Regions from separate parts of the Mus musculus genome. Here regions 2 and 3 are each linked to region 1. A link is a contact called in public HiChIP or PLAC-seq data. All regions are on one chromosome and are shown on one strand. The core of a region is the stretch at or near the end of the contact, and the rest is flanking DNA. Distances in the headings are between cores, read along the strand shown.

The links. HiChIP or PLAC-seq counts read pairs in DNA pulled down with a chosen protein or histone mark.
Region 2: an HNF4G HiChIP or PLAC-seq map of pancreatic cancer cells shows a contact between it and region 1. The contact joins two enhancer-like sites. A contact is called at or near these places in 1 of 484 Hi-C or Micro-C datasets (neutrophils), 2 of 115 datasets of contacts at active chromatin or transcription factors (effector CD8 T cells and pancreatic cancer cells) and 2 of 9 other capture datasets (liver and pancreatic islet).
Region 3: a contact with region 1 is called in a FOXA1 HiChIP or PLAC-seq map of pancreatic cancer cells. The contact joins two enhancer-like sites. A contact is called at or near these places in 3 of 115 datasets of contacts at active chromatin or transcription factors (bone marrow-derived macrophages, embryonic stem cells and pancreatic cancer cells).

The regions. Positions count from the first base shown.
Region 1 is chr11:118,151,275-118,155,246 of GRCm38.p6, forward strand. No RefSeq gene overlaps it. Among named protein-coding and RNA genes, the nearest start is that of Gm38514, 15 kb to the left of the region's middle. Within about 2 kb of position 1,862, at least 60 of the 459 cell types and tissues checked have an H3K27ac peak or open chromatin away from gene starts, as enhancers often do. A contact at or near this core is called in bone marrow-derived macrophages and pancreatic cancer cells, where this site is marked.
Region 2 is chr11:118,321,101-118,324,713 of GRCm38.p6, forward strand. The region is part of intron 1 of Timp2 (tissue inhibitor of metalloproteinase 2); the gene reads right to left. Among named protein-coding and RNA genes, the nearest start is that of Cep295nl, 20 kb to the right of the region's middle. Within about 2 kb of position 1,836, at least 33 of the 459 cell types and tissues checked have an H3K27ac peak or open chromatin away from gene starts, as enhancers often do. A contact at or near this core is called in pancreatic cancer cells, where this site is marked.
Region 3 is chr11:118,361,849-118,365,547 of GRCm38.p6, forward strand. No RefSeq gene overlaps it. Among named protein-coding and RNA genes, the nearest start is that of Timp2, 8.3 kb to the left of the region's middle. Within about 2 kb of position 1,538, at least 259 of the 459 cell types and tissues checked have an H3K27ac peak or open chromatin away from gene starts, as enhancers often do. A contact at or near this core is called in bone marrow-derived macrophages and pancreatic cancer cells, where this site is marked.

The DNA of each region.
Region 1 (3,972 bases), core at 612-3,111:
CCAGTAAAGGAGGAGATGTCAAACTTCCCAGTGTGCCACAACCTGATGCCACCAGAGCGACCACTACCACCTCCCCACTACATCCCTTTCCATAGCCCTAACAGCCAGCCTGAGGGCGTGGCTGCTTAGGAGGGGACAGACAACCACCAGAACAGCTGTGCTCCTGACCAGCCAGTGCCTAGTACTGAACAGGGGCTGATGTTTATCTGAGAGCAACAAAGTTAAATCAGTTGGTTATAAGTGGGGGAAAATGCCTGACAGACTTGTTTACAGGTGAAGTTAAATTTGGTTTTCTTGTTGCTAAGCAGGAGAGAGAGGCACTGTCAAAGGAGCTGAGGAGGTGTAAAAATAGAACTTGGCGTTTGCACACGGCTGACTGGGAAAGGTGGATTCATACACCCCCAAGTCAGAGAGATGCAGCACACATGTTAAACCTGTGCTACAGCAGAACCTTAACCAACTGCACCCCAGGGACGCCAGGGCTGCAGCTAAAGAGGCAGCAACCATGGACCACCCCTCCTGATCCCAAGGACAAGGACAACACAAGTCACATCAGAAACAAACAGAATCCAGCCATTTGAAAGATCAATGGGACTGAAGAAATGGCTCAGAAGTTAATAGCACACACCATCTCTTTCAGAGGACCCACGTTTGGTTTCTAGAACTCCAGTTAGGCAACTCATAACTGCCTGTAACTACAGTTCTGGGAAATCTGGTGCCCTCTACTGACCTCTGTGGGCACTGCACTCACGTGGTGTACATTCTCTCTCTCTCTCTCTCTCTCTCTCTCTCTCTCTCTCTCTCTCTCTCTCACACACACACACACACACACACACACACACACACACACACACACACTTAAAAATAAATAACACTTAAAAGAAAATACAAGATTAGCAAGCTGGGCATAGTGGTATGTGTCTGTAAACCCAGGACTCAGGTGCTAGAAGCAGGTTGGATCTTGACTTTTAGGCCAGCCTGGGGTAAGACCTGGTCTCAAAAAAAGACAAGAAAACAAACAAAAATCAACAAAACAAACAACTGGCTAAAAATATTAGTCAAGATAAAAATTTAAAAATACTAATTAGGATCAAGAATATAAATTTGTGCAGGTCGGTGGTGGCGCACGCCTTTAATCCTAGCACTTGGGAGGCAGAGGCAGGCGGATTTCTGAGTTCGAGGCCAGCCTGGTCTACAAAGTGAGTTCTAGGATGGCCAGGGCTACACAGAGAAACCCTGTCTCAAAAAAACAAAAAACAAAAACAAAAAAAACAAAAACAAAAAAACAACAACAGCAACCCCCCCAAAACAAACAAACAAACAAACAAACAAACAAACAAACAAAAAACAACAAAAACCGACCAAACAAACAAGAATATAAACTTGATTATAACTATGCAGAATATATAGTATAGATCTGCATAGACTTTTCTCAGAAATAACTGCTTATTCTATAGGATCTCCAAATGGGATTTCCCACCCATGTGCTCATCCAGAGATGCAGAACTCCATCTCCTCTTGGCCCTCACATCTATTACAAGCTCTTCCTGGATTCTTGTCCACCCTGACATTGAGCACTGTCAGACCACAGGACACAGATAACCATGGGGACACAGGCAAAGACAATGAGCCTCAGGAAGGCAGGGAATGGGAAGCAACCAGCCATCCTAGGAGAAATGAGACATCACAAAGGGTACCCCTTTGTGTTTAACTGTGTTTAACTTAGTTTAACTGTGTCCCTGCCTCTCCACACGCACAGACTGAAGTGCTAGCAGGCGACCACATCTCCATATCTATCTATGGCTAGCATCAATACTGTGGTGGTTAAGATGAGGTCATGTTGGAGTTGGTGGGCCCAGATCCAACATGACTGGCGTCTTTACGCAAAGGGAAATGAGGTCATACACAGAACAGCACATGAATATGCAGGGCTTAGGCAACAGAAGCAACAGCCACATCAGCAGTCAGGAGCCCCAGAGGAGACACCCAGCAGAGGCCTTACTCTGACTTAGGGCCTCCAGAATTCCAGGTCACCCTACAGGTTCTGACAAACCTCCTGGGCACAAGCAATGTCCATGTCTTTAGGATAGCACACAGGATCTAAGCAGGGCACACTTGTAGGCCAAGTGGTAAATTTAGTGCATGACAAAGCCTGCGTAAGAGCAGGATGGGAAGTAAGGGCCTGGGGGCCCTGAGGAGACTCAAGACCCTAGACTCCTCACAGCTAGGGGCAGAACTCATCTGCTTCAAAACTGATGCTGTGCCCCACTGAGTTCCTTTTGGAGTTCAAGGACAGTTCAGTGGCCAATGGTCATTTCAACAGCCTGGCTGCAGAGTGCAATGAATTCTATTCATTTGTATTTTTATGCTTGGTATTTATTTATTTTTGCTTGACTACATTTTAGGATGAATTCCACACAGTACATGACATGACCAGATTTGACTCATAGACCAGTAGGAACTGGCTGGCAATACCCTTAGCTCATGCTTTGCCCCCACAAAGCTCTCAGCCATGGAAAATTAAACTGATTATGTACAGGCCCAAGGCACACATCTGAGGGTGAGATGGGCGGAGTTAGGTCAAATGTGTGTTGGACTGCAGTCTGTTGAGAACACCATGAATGGTCCTCTGCTCCAGGTCACACTGGGTCCATTTAATGCTATCTAAAGGGGAGAGACAGACAGGCACACGTAGAGCCTCAAGGACAATCACTAGAGGCTTTACCACAGCTGCTACAGACAGGTGCTGGGTGAGAGCAAGCGGGTGTTTAGGACCCCTCCATCCACCGGCATGCAGGGCAGGGAAGGGCTGTGAGGGTGAACAGGAAGCTGTCCACTTTCCTGCCACATGAAGTTCTCCTTAGCTCTTTCACACCCATGAACTTTAAAAGATGCTCTGTGTGGGGTGGTGGTGTAGGTGCCAATGCACCATGGGACTTGTGTGACAGTCAGAGGGCAGCAGCCTTCCATCTCCTTGGAGACAACATGTTTTCTTACTCGCTATGCTGTGCTTCAGGCTAGCTGGCTCACGAGCTTCCATTCTTCCTCCTTCCAGGTGGAGGTGTTCGGCCTCCACCCCTTGCAGATGTGCAATATTGTATCTGGCTTTATGTGGGGTCCAGGGAACTGAACTCAGGTCCTCATGCCTGAGATGCAAGCACTTTACCCACAGAGCCATCTCCCCAGTCCCAGCTCTGTGTACTTCAGCCAGCTTGATTCTGGAACCGTGATAAAGGACTACGCTCAATGCAAAGAAGTGCAACCAGCTGAACATACAGCAAGGTATCAATAGAAAGAAAAAGTCAGCTTTTCCCAATTTCTTGTATCTCTTTTCTCTTCTTCAAGATGCACTAGAGCGGCACTTCATACTGACCTGGGATTCTGTCTGTCTCTGTGATGTAACTGGAGTGGGAGCCCATCTGTGAAGTTTCTGTTTTTTGACCCAGCAGACCTGGCTTCCTTTCTTTGGCATCCCAGGACCTGTGGCTGCTGCCTGAGAACCCATCCAGCTGTGGTTGGTCCCCCTTCTGAGCTGTTCAGTCTTTCTTGACTTGGGTCCCGGTATCTCTCAATCTACTGTCATGACTTTCTATGCAGGCTAGGAAGAGAAACCATGGGTTTCTATGTATGTAAGAGTGTGCTTGTCTCAGCCTACCACTCAGGTTGTTATGGTCTAAGTTGGTATCTCTATAAAATTTGTTGGATCGTAATCCTTCGGGTGATAGTGTAAAGAGCTGGGCTCTTTTTGAGGTGAGCAGGTTGGTAAGGGGGACTCTTTCAAATGAGATGAAGGTGTAGAGGACTCGATGACTTTACAACACAGAAGGGCATAGCAGCAAAGTGGCATCTAAAACATGGGGACTGAGCCCTCAGCAACGGCAGTGCTGGCCTTGATCTTTGAGCCCCAGACTCTAGAATTGTGGAATTGTGTGTGGAGAGCCGTGCCGCGAGCAATCGCTGTGGAGAGCCATG
Region 2 (3,613 bases), core at 586-3,085, 170 kb after region 1:
TGGAGTACAGCTCAGGGCAGACCACCTGCCTAGTATGCAAGAGGGCCTAAGTTCCCACCCTAGCAACTCAAAAGGAAGACGTTTCCGTGGAAAACATCCTATGGGCCATGTATGTGAAGGTCAGAGGAGACTTTCATTTCTCAGATGCCAATCGCCTTGTTGCTTGGAGGAGAGGAGCTGATTTTTTTTTTTTTTAATTTATTGGAGGCTGGCAAAGTTTGCACGCTGCAACCAATATATCAAAGTCAGAGGGCAACTTGTGAGCTTCAATTCTTTCTCTCTACCATGTGAGTTTATGTATAATCCTCACTGGCTCCCCACCTTGGGTTTTGAGACAGGGTCTCTCACTGGCCTGGAGCTCAGTGAGTAGGCCTCTGGCCAGCAAGCCCCTGGGTCCACCCTGTCTTTTCCTTCCCAGTACTGGGATTACAAGTGCCTGCCACCGCGTGTGGCCTTCTGTAACGTGTATTTTATGAGAAGCAGGACATGGGGGTGGGAAAGCATATTAGTCAGGTTACAGTTAGTGACACTGGTGTGGCTCATAAACTTTAGACATCGATGGTAAGGAAGCAGGTCCTGTAGGAACTGTATCCCAGGCAACTGTATCCCAGGCAACAACAGCGCAGGTCCTGTAGGAACTGTATCCCAGGCAACAACAGCCTTAAAAAGTGATGTACAGAGACAGAACAAGAAAGTTCCAGAGTGGTATGGAACCTGATCATGCCCGACAGGACTCTTCTATCAGGAATCAAACCCCTGCTCCCTCCCTGGAGACCTCCCTCTGCACACCAGCAGTCGCTGTGACAGGCAGGCCTCCCTCTCTTTCACTTGGAGCTTATTACCTGGGCCAGGGCCTATTTAATGGCTTCTAAAGGCTTGCCCTTCAAATGGCAGTGGTGTAGGGTCGCTCTGGGCAAGTGTTTTGTCACTGGGCACATGAGATAAACAGAGACAAGGAGCAGGCAGTGCCGGCTCAGAGTCTCCAGTGGTCAGTTTGAGTCTTGGAAACTTGTGGCCAGGACTGTTTCCCACAGAGGCAGGGAGGTCCAGGCACGTGGGAGTGCCACCTGCTCTTCAGACCCCAGCACACTCTGGATCCCTCCCCATGAGTCTCACACCACAGCCCGGGCCCCACCCAGCTCCAAGGCCCATTAACTTTGGTGCTTTGGTCCTTCTGTGCAGCTGAGTAACCACTGGCCTGGCCACAAGGTCCTGTTTCCCAGCCTAAAGCAAGCCACCTGGCAGGCCACCCCACAACAAAAGGCCCTCTCTCGGTTCTGCGCCTTCTCCATAAACATTCCTGCAAAATACCTTCCCTTAACTTTTTGAGCCAGATGATGCACACTTTTAATCCCAGCACTGGGGAGGCAGAGGCAAGCAGATCTCTGAATTTGAGCCTAGCCTGGTTTATATAGCTAATTCCAGGACAGCCAGAGCTATACGTTCTGCAACATCACTTGGCCCTTGCTCTTTCCTAATCCATTTTGCTCCCTGGCCCCCACATGCTCGGATACCCAGATATGTTACTCCCCCCCCCCCAGAACAGAAAAGCTCTTCTACCCAAAATGCCACCTCTAGCTCCCTTCCCAGAGAACTTGCACTCAGCCTCGAGAAGCAGCCCTTCCTGGCTTCTCCCTGCAGTGGCTGCTGCTCTTCTCCCACACTATCTGGTGTAAATGCCTGTGCATCTGCCTGCTGAGAGGTCCTAACCGGTAGAGGCCATGCTATGGAACAGATGGGACTCAGAGAACATCTGCCAGATGGAGCTGGGCTGACCCTGACAGCCTCAGGATGGCAGCATGGGCATGGCTGGCCCTTGGTCCCCACTGTGTAATCTGTACAACCATCACTGTGCTTATGCAAATGTGTGAGCATGTTGGTAAATACTGCCCAGTGTTTGCTCTCTGTATAGCACTGTTGTCAGCTTGGAAACAAGACGGGACAGGGGTCTCAAAGGAGTGACTCACCTCCTTCTGCCTGTCTAGAGAACTTCTAGCCTTGTTTCTCAGTAATGGCCCATTATACTGCACCATGCTTACTCCTCCAATGTGTTCACTAAGGGCTGGGGCTGTAGCTTAGCCGGTGGAGGGCTTAAGTTGCCATCCACAAAGTCCTTAGCTCAAGTCCCACCACCTACAACTGGACATGGCATGTTCTTAGAATCTTAGCATTCCCTTGAACTATAGAGTTCTGAGGCTGGCCTGGGCTATTTGAGACCATGTCTCAACCCAAAACAAACAATAAATGTTCAATAAAGGCAACACCCTCTTGGCAATCAGAAAATAAGCCCAATGACTTCCAGACAGCCAAAAGCTCTCCTTTCTCTCCCATAGAACCTAGGATTCAATACTGCTGTCTCATGGAAGTCCCCAACTTCCCACACCGCCGTTGAGTCCCTGACATGATCTAAGCCGAAAGACTGAGTGAGATACAATCAGGTGCGCGCATTTGTGTGAGAGGCGCTGCTGCAGAGATGAACTCTGACAGTCGTGATCCTCAGAGACCATTTGACGGTGCAGGTGACACAGATGTCACCAGCTTGTGTCATATTGTGATGGTGAGGGCTAGTGAGGCCCTGGGCAGGGCATACAGTGCTAGGGACACATTGAAAACAGGGCAAATTTCTCTGCTCCTATAAGACAAAGACCTGGACGCTGGCCCTGGTCCCGTGACAGTCAGATGGGCCAGGACAGTATGTGACTGTGTGCTCACTTTGCTTCAGGGATGAAGGCCATCTACTTTCTTTTTTGAAAATCTCATATGAGAGGAGACGGATGAGCTGAGAGTCTGGGGTAGACACAGGATTTTCAGGCTAGAACATTAATGGGGACACAGTTCTGGAGTGTTTGTAGGGAGTGGGGAGGGGCAGACATGGAGAATCTCCATTGACAACTGGGCTGCTTCTAGGTAGCCAGGAACCACAGGTCTGGGTTAAACCTGGGTGGACACTCCTCTCCCACTTAACGGTCCTGTTGCGAGACAGGGCCGGCACTGTTGAGTACAGCAGACATGGGTCTTAGCTCTTATCTGGTGAGAACACTGGATGGAGGAGGAGACCGGGGAGATTGTCCCAGTAAAAGCCTTCACCGCCCTGGTCTTAGATCACTCTGATCTAGGCAGTGGGCAGACAGATGGACAGGAAAGGAGAGGAAATAGAGAATCCTCTAATAGGAATAGGAATAACCCCTAAACCACACACACAGCAGTGGTCATCACTGTGACCTCTGGGGCTGTAGAGAAGGGAAACCCATCACAGATGGGCAGCCTTCCTGAGTCCCCGGCCATTTGAAGGCCAGGGAAGTGCAGAGACTCAGAGAATATGGAATGAACTAGAAGCAAGGCATGGGTGACTGTTGACTGAACATTTACAGGCTAGGCTCGGGGCAGACACCAGAGTGGGACCAGCTATATCCAGTCCTGTCCCACTACCTACCCACGAAGCTGGACACAGCAGCATGAGGCTCGTGTTTAAGTGCTTTGTGCCCCCACCCCCTGCAGCTCAAAATTTGCTTTCTCCTCTTTTCCTTCTGCTAAGCCAACATCTGGGTTTGCCATTGAAAGTGCTACACTGGCTGATGGATTCGCTGCCAGATGCTGGCTACTGGAATGCACA
Region 3 (3,699 bases), core at 288-2,787, 210 kb after region 1:
AAATGGCTACAGATTTTTGGCTCTGAGTAAAGCAAGCAACAGAATGTTGGAGAGCGGCTTCTGCTCTGACGAGCAAGTAACACTCCGCTTAGGAACGAACCAGGGACCTGGAGGCCCAGGTGGGAGTCCTGTTCCACACTATCCACCCTGGTCAGGGACACAGGGAAGATAGGAGATATGATTAACTTACAGAGCCAGGCCTGGTAAGGTAGGTTCCTGTCGTCTCTGTGTGTGACACTGAATGCCTCTAATCCGAAAGGATGCTCACTGAGGCATCCGAGGCATCTGGGTATCAGGAGCTGGGGGTGGGTGGGATCAGGCGAGGGTGCAGGTTGTCAGTGACAGGACACCCCTCCCCCAGCTTTAGAACTCTTCCCTCTATGGCAGTGGGAAGGCCTTGGCCATAGCTCATCAAGTACCCGCTTTTAGGTGATGTTTGCTTGGCCCGCCGCTCCTTTCACTTTGGCTTTCCTGTTATCCTGTCCCATTCATCTTTAAAGAGAGGGGGGCTTGGCATCTCCCACAATATGGCTCCCCTTTCCCAGGTGTGCATCCCATAAGCCTGTGAACACAGCATTCCATAGCCAACCTGCAGGCAGCCTTGTGTAAGGCATAACTTCATATCATAGTGACAGTCCTGCCCCCACCCATGTTGGTAGGGGGACTTCAGACTGGAAGGGAGGAGGGATGGATGGAGAGAGGAAGGGGTGGGTAGAGAGAGGGAGGGTGTCCTGGTGGGGAACAGGAAGCCTTGTGATGCTTGGCCCCAAAGAATTGCCACATCTGAACTATGCTGGATGGGCCAGCATCCCAGAGGAAGGCTGACTTGACAGTGACCGCCCAGCTTCAGCCTGTGCACAGGCTGGTGTCACAGGGAGGGACTCTGCAGGGGCCAGGTCCCTCCTCTCTCTTCCTTGGGGCTTCCATCCTAAGAAGGAGGCAAAGCCAGGGATCTCTGCCCTTTTCCCAGAAAAGAGAGGGGTTTGGAGAGCAGGCTGCTGTGGCTTTGGATTCTTAAAAGTCTCTGGCTTCCCCTTCTCCTCCTCTGGCCCCCCTTCAGCCCCCGGCCCCTGTCTACCCCCTCCACCTCCCTTAACCCCATCCCTCCTCTGGTCCCCCCACCCTGTCCCTCCTGGGCTCTCTGGGACCCTCTAGACCAGTTCAGTGAAGCACTGAGGAATGTAGCTGATGCAGGGAGTGGACGCCCCTGGCTGCTCTCATTTCCTCATGCCCAGGCTATTTCCTCTTGGCCCTGGGCATGTGGTCATGTGCTTTTGCTCATGAGGAGCGGGTTGTGATGGGAACCCTCGCCCCTCTGCTCTGCCTTTCCCCAGGAAGCAGCCTCAGCAGGCAGGGAGGGGTGAGGGACCCCAGAGCTTGCTGCCCAGCTCAGCAGGGGTTGCCTGAGGGTGGTGGTTTCAGGTTCCCTGGCCCGCTAGTCAGCTAGTCTGGCTAGTCTCTCTAGTCCCGGATGGGAGGCTCAAGAGGCTCGGGTTTCCCCCGCCACCACCACCATCCTCTGCTTCCTTTGGTGTTGGGGAGTGACAGCCTTTGGCCATGATGTCATTACCTAATCCAAACAGAAGGGAGGCTGGGCTCTGTGGTGAGCTGCAGGCCAGCAGCGCTGAGTGCTACAGCATGGTAAGGCTGTGTAGAGAACCCACCCCTTGCATCTCCCAGGTCCTCTTTTCCTTTCTGCGCTCCTGACCAGCCTCCCTTCCCTTTCTTCTTTCTGGAGATGCTGTAGCATCCCTGTGTCACCACCCCTCAGCCAGGAGTGCACACAGGGCTAGATGCAAAGTCAGCCCTATTCTCTCCAGGGGCAGAAGGACCAGGCTTGGGGTGGGTCTCATCCTAGCAAAGCGATGAGGAAGAAGAGGGGGAGCGAGGTTTCCTGGGAAGGGAGGCATGGTGTCCTGCATCTCCTCTGCTGTCTGAAGTGCAGATCCAGCATCTCTCTGCTTTGCTACAGCCTGCTCAGCTCTCCCTCAGCTATAAAGGGCTGTTCGGCATCAAAGGCAAGAGGAACCACTCAGGACAGTGGTATCCATTTGTGCCTGGAGCTTCCTGGGTAGAAATGCGCCCTGTGACAGACCCTGTCATCTGGTTCTGTCCTGGTGTCCTGTGACCCGGGAACACAGGTGAAAGCTAGTCATCCTGCCTCCTCAGCCCCCTTCTCTGCTTCTCCTGGCTGCAGAGCTGTGCCACTGTGCTCACAGGTAAAGTCAGGGAAACTCAGGGTGACCACGGCTTCCAGCACAGAATCCCTGCTGGGGTCCCTGCAGAGGCAGGAGGATGCTGTGGGCTCTGCCTTAGCACCTGGTCATTTGTGCTATAATTTTGGTGCTGTGGGAAAGCAGGGAATGTCTGGGACATGTCCCTCTAGTCATTCTTGGTGGCCCCATTAAATATCTCTTCCCCGTGGAGCCCGCTCAGCCCTCACACTCTTCCACCTAAAATCCTGGCCATCTGAACACGATAGAGACTGTCCCAGTCCCAGACCTGGGATGGCATGGTGACAGAGAGTGGCTTGATGAGGGATAAAAAAGGACTGTGCCCAGTGACCTACCACAGTGGCCTTATTTTAGACTGCTGTGGCTTGTCTCACAGCTGACTTGTTCACAGGTCTATCCTCCCAATCCACTGAATATTTCTTTTACTTTGTTTTGTTGAGACAGGGTCCCTGGCTGGCTTGGAACTGACTTTGCAAACCAGACTGGCCATGAACTCACAGAGATCCAGCTGCCTCCAGAGCACTGGGGTTACAAGTATGTACCACCAGGCCAGCCTCTGGGTGAATGTCTCTTAAGGTTGTAGTTCATTTGCTCAAAAGTATTTCTTGGGCACACAAGCCATGTGCCAAGGCTGTTCTGAAGCTGGGGCTACAGATAAGCAGGATCTCTGTCCTCTTGTGTGGCACAGACCACCGCTCAGTAGGAAATAAAAGGCATGGGCTTTGAAGATGGCTCAGTAGGTAAAGTGAATTTGATCCTATGTAAGAGCAGAGCGTGGTGGCTGTGCCTGCAAGCCTTGTACTGGGGAGGCAGAGTCAGGCTTTATCTCTGGGGTTGTGTGGCCAGCCAGTCTACCCGAACCAATAGCTCCAGGTTCAGCGAGAGACTCTGCCTCAAAAAAATAAGGGGGAGAGTCTTGAAAAAGACATCCCAATGTTGACCTCTGGCCTACACACACACAGGAAATACAGAGTATAACAGGCTCCATCCAATGGTGTTGCCTAGAGCCTTGTAGGGGCCCAAGTGAGGGGTGAAGGCTGCTGCCTGGGAGAAATAATGGTTCAGGGGTTGGAGGCAGAGTCCTCCAGATAGCTGGGTAGGCACACTTGGAGAGCCAGTGTGCTGGATGTGTAAGGCCAGGGCCCAGGAGCCAGGCTGGCTGTGAGGAGGGGAGTGGGGTGGAGCCAGCGGTCAGCAGGGTCTGAGATGAGCTTTGGTGCGGGGAGCCTGCAGCAGCTGTTGGTGGTGACTCACTGCTGAGCAGAAAGATTGGAAACACATGTTCCCTCGGAGAGGCAGGCGTATTCATTACTCAGAGCTGAGGGTTCCTGTTGAACCTGAACCTGGGTGGGGGTTCAGCTGGCAGCAGGCAGTGGTGAAGCCCGGCTCACTGTCATCACTTGAGCCACTGACCTTGGCTCACCCATGACCAGACCGTAGGAGACACCGAGGGTTCATTTCTAAG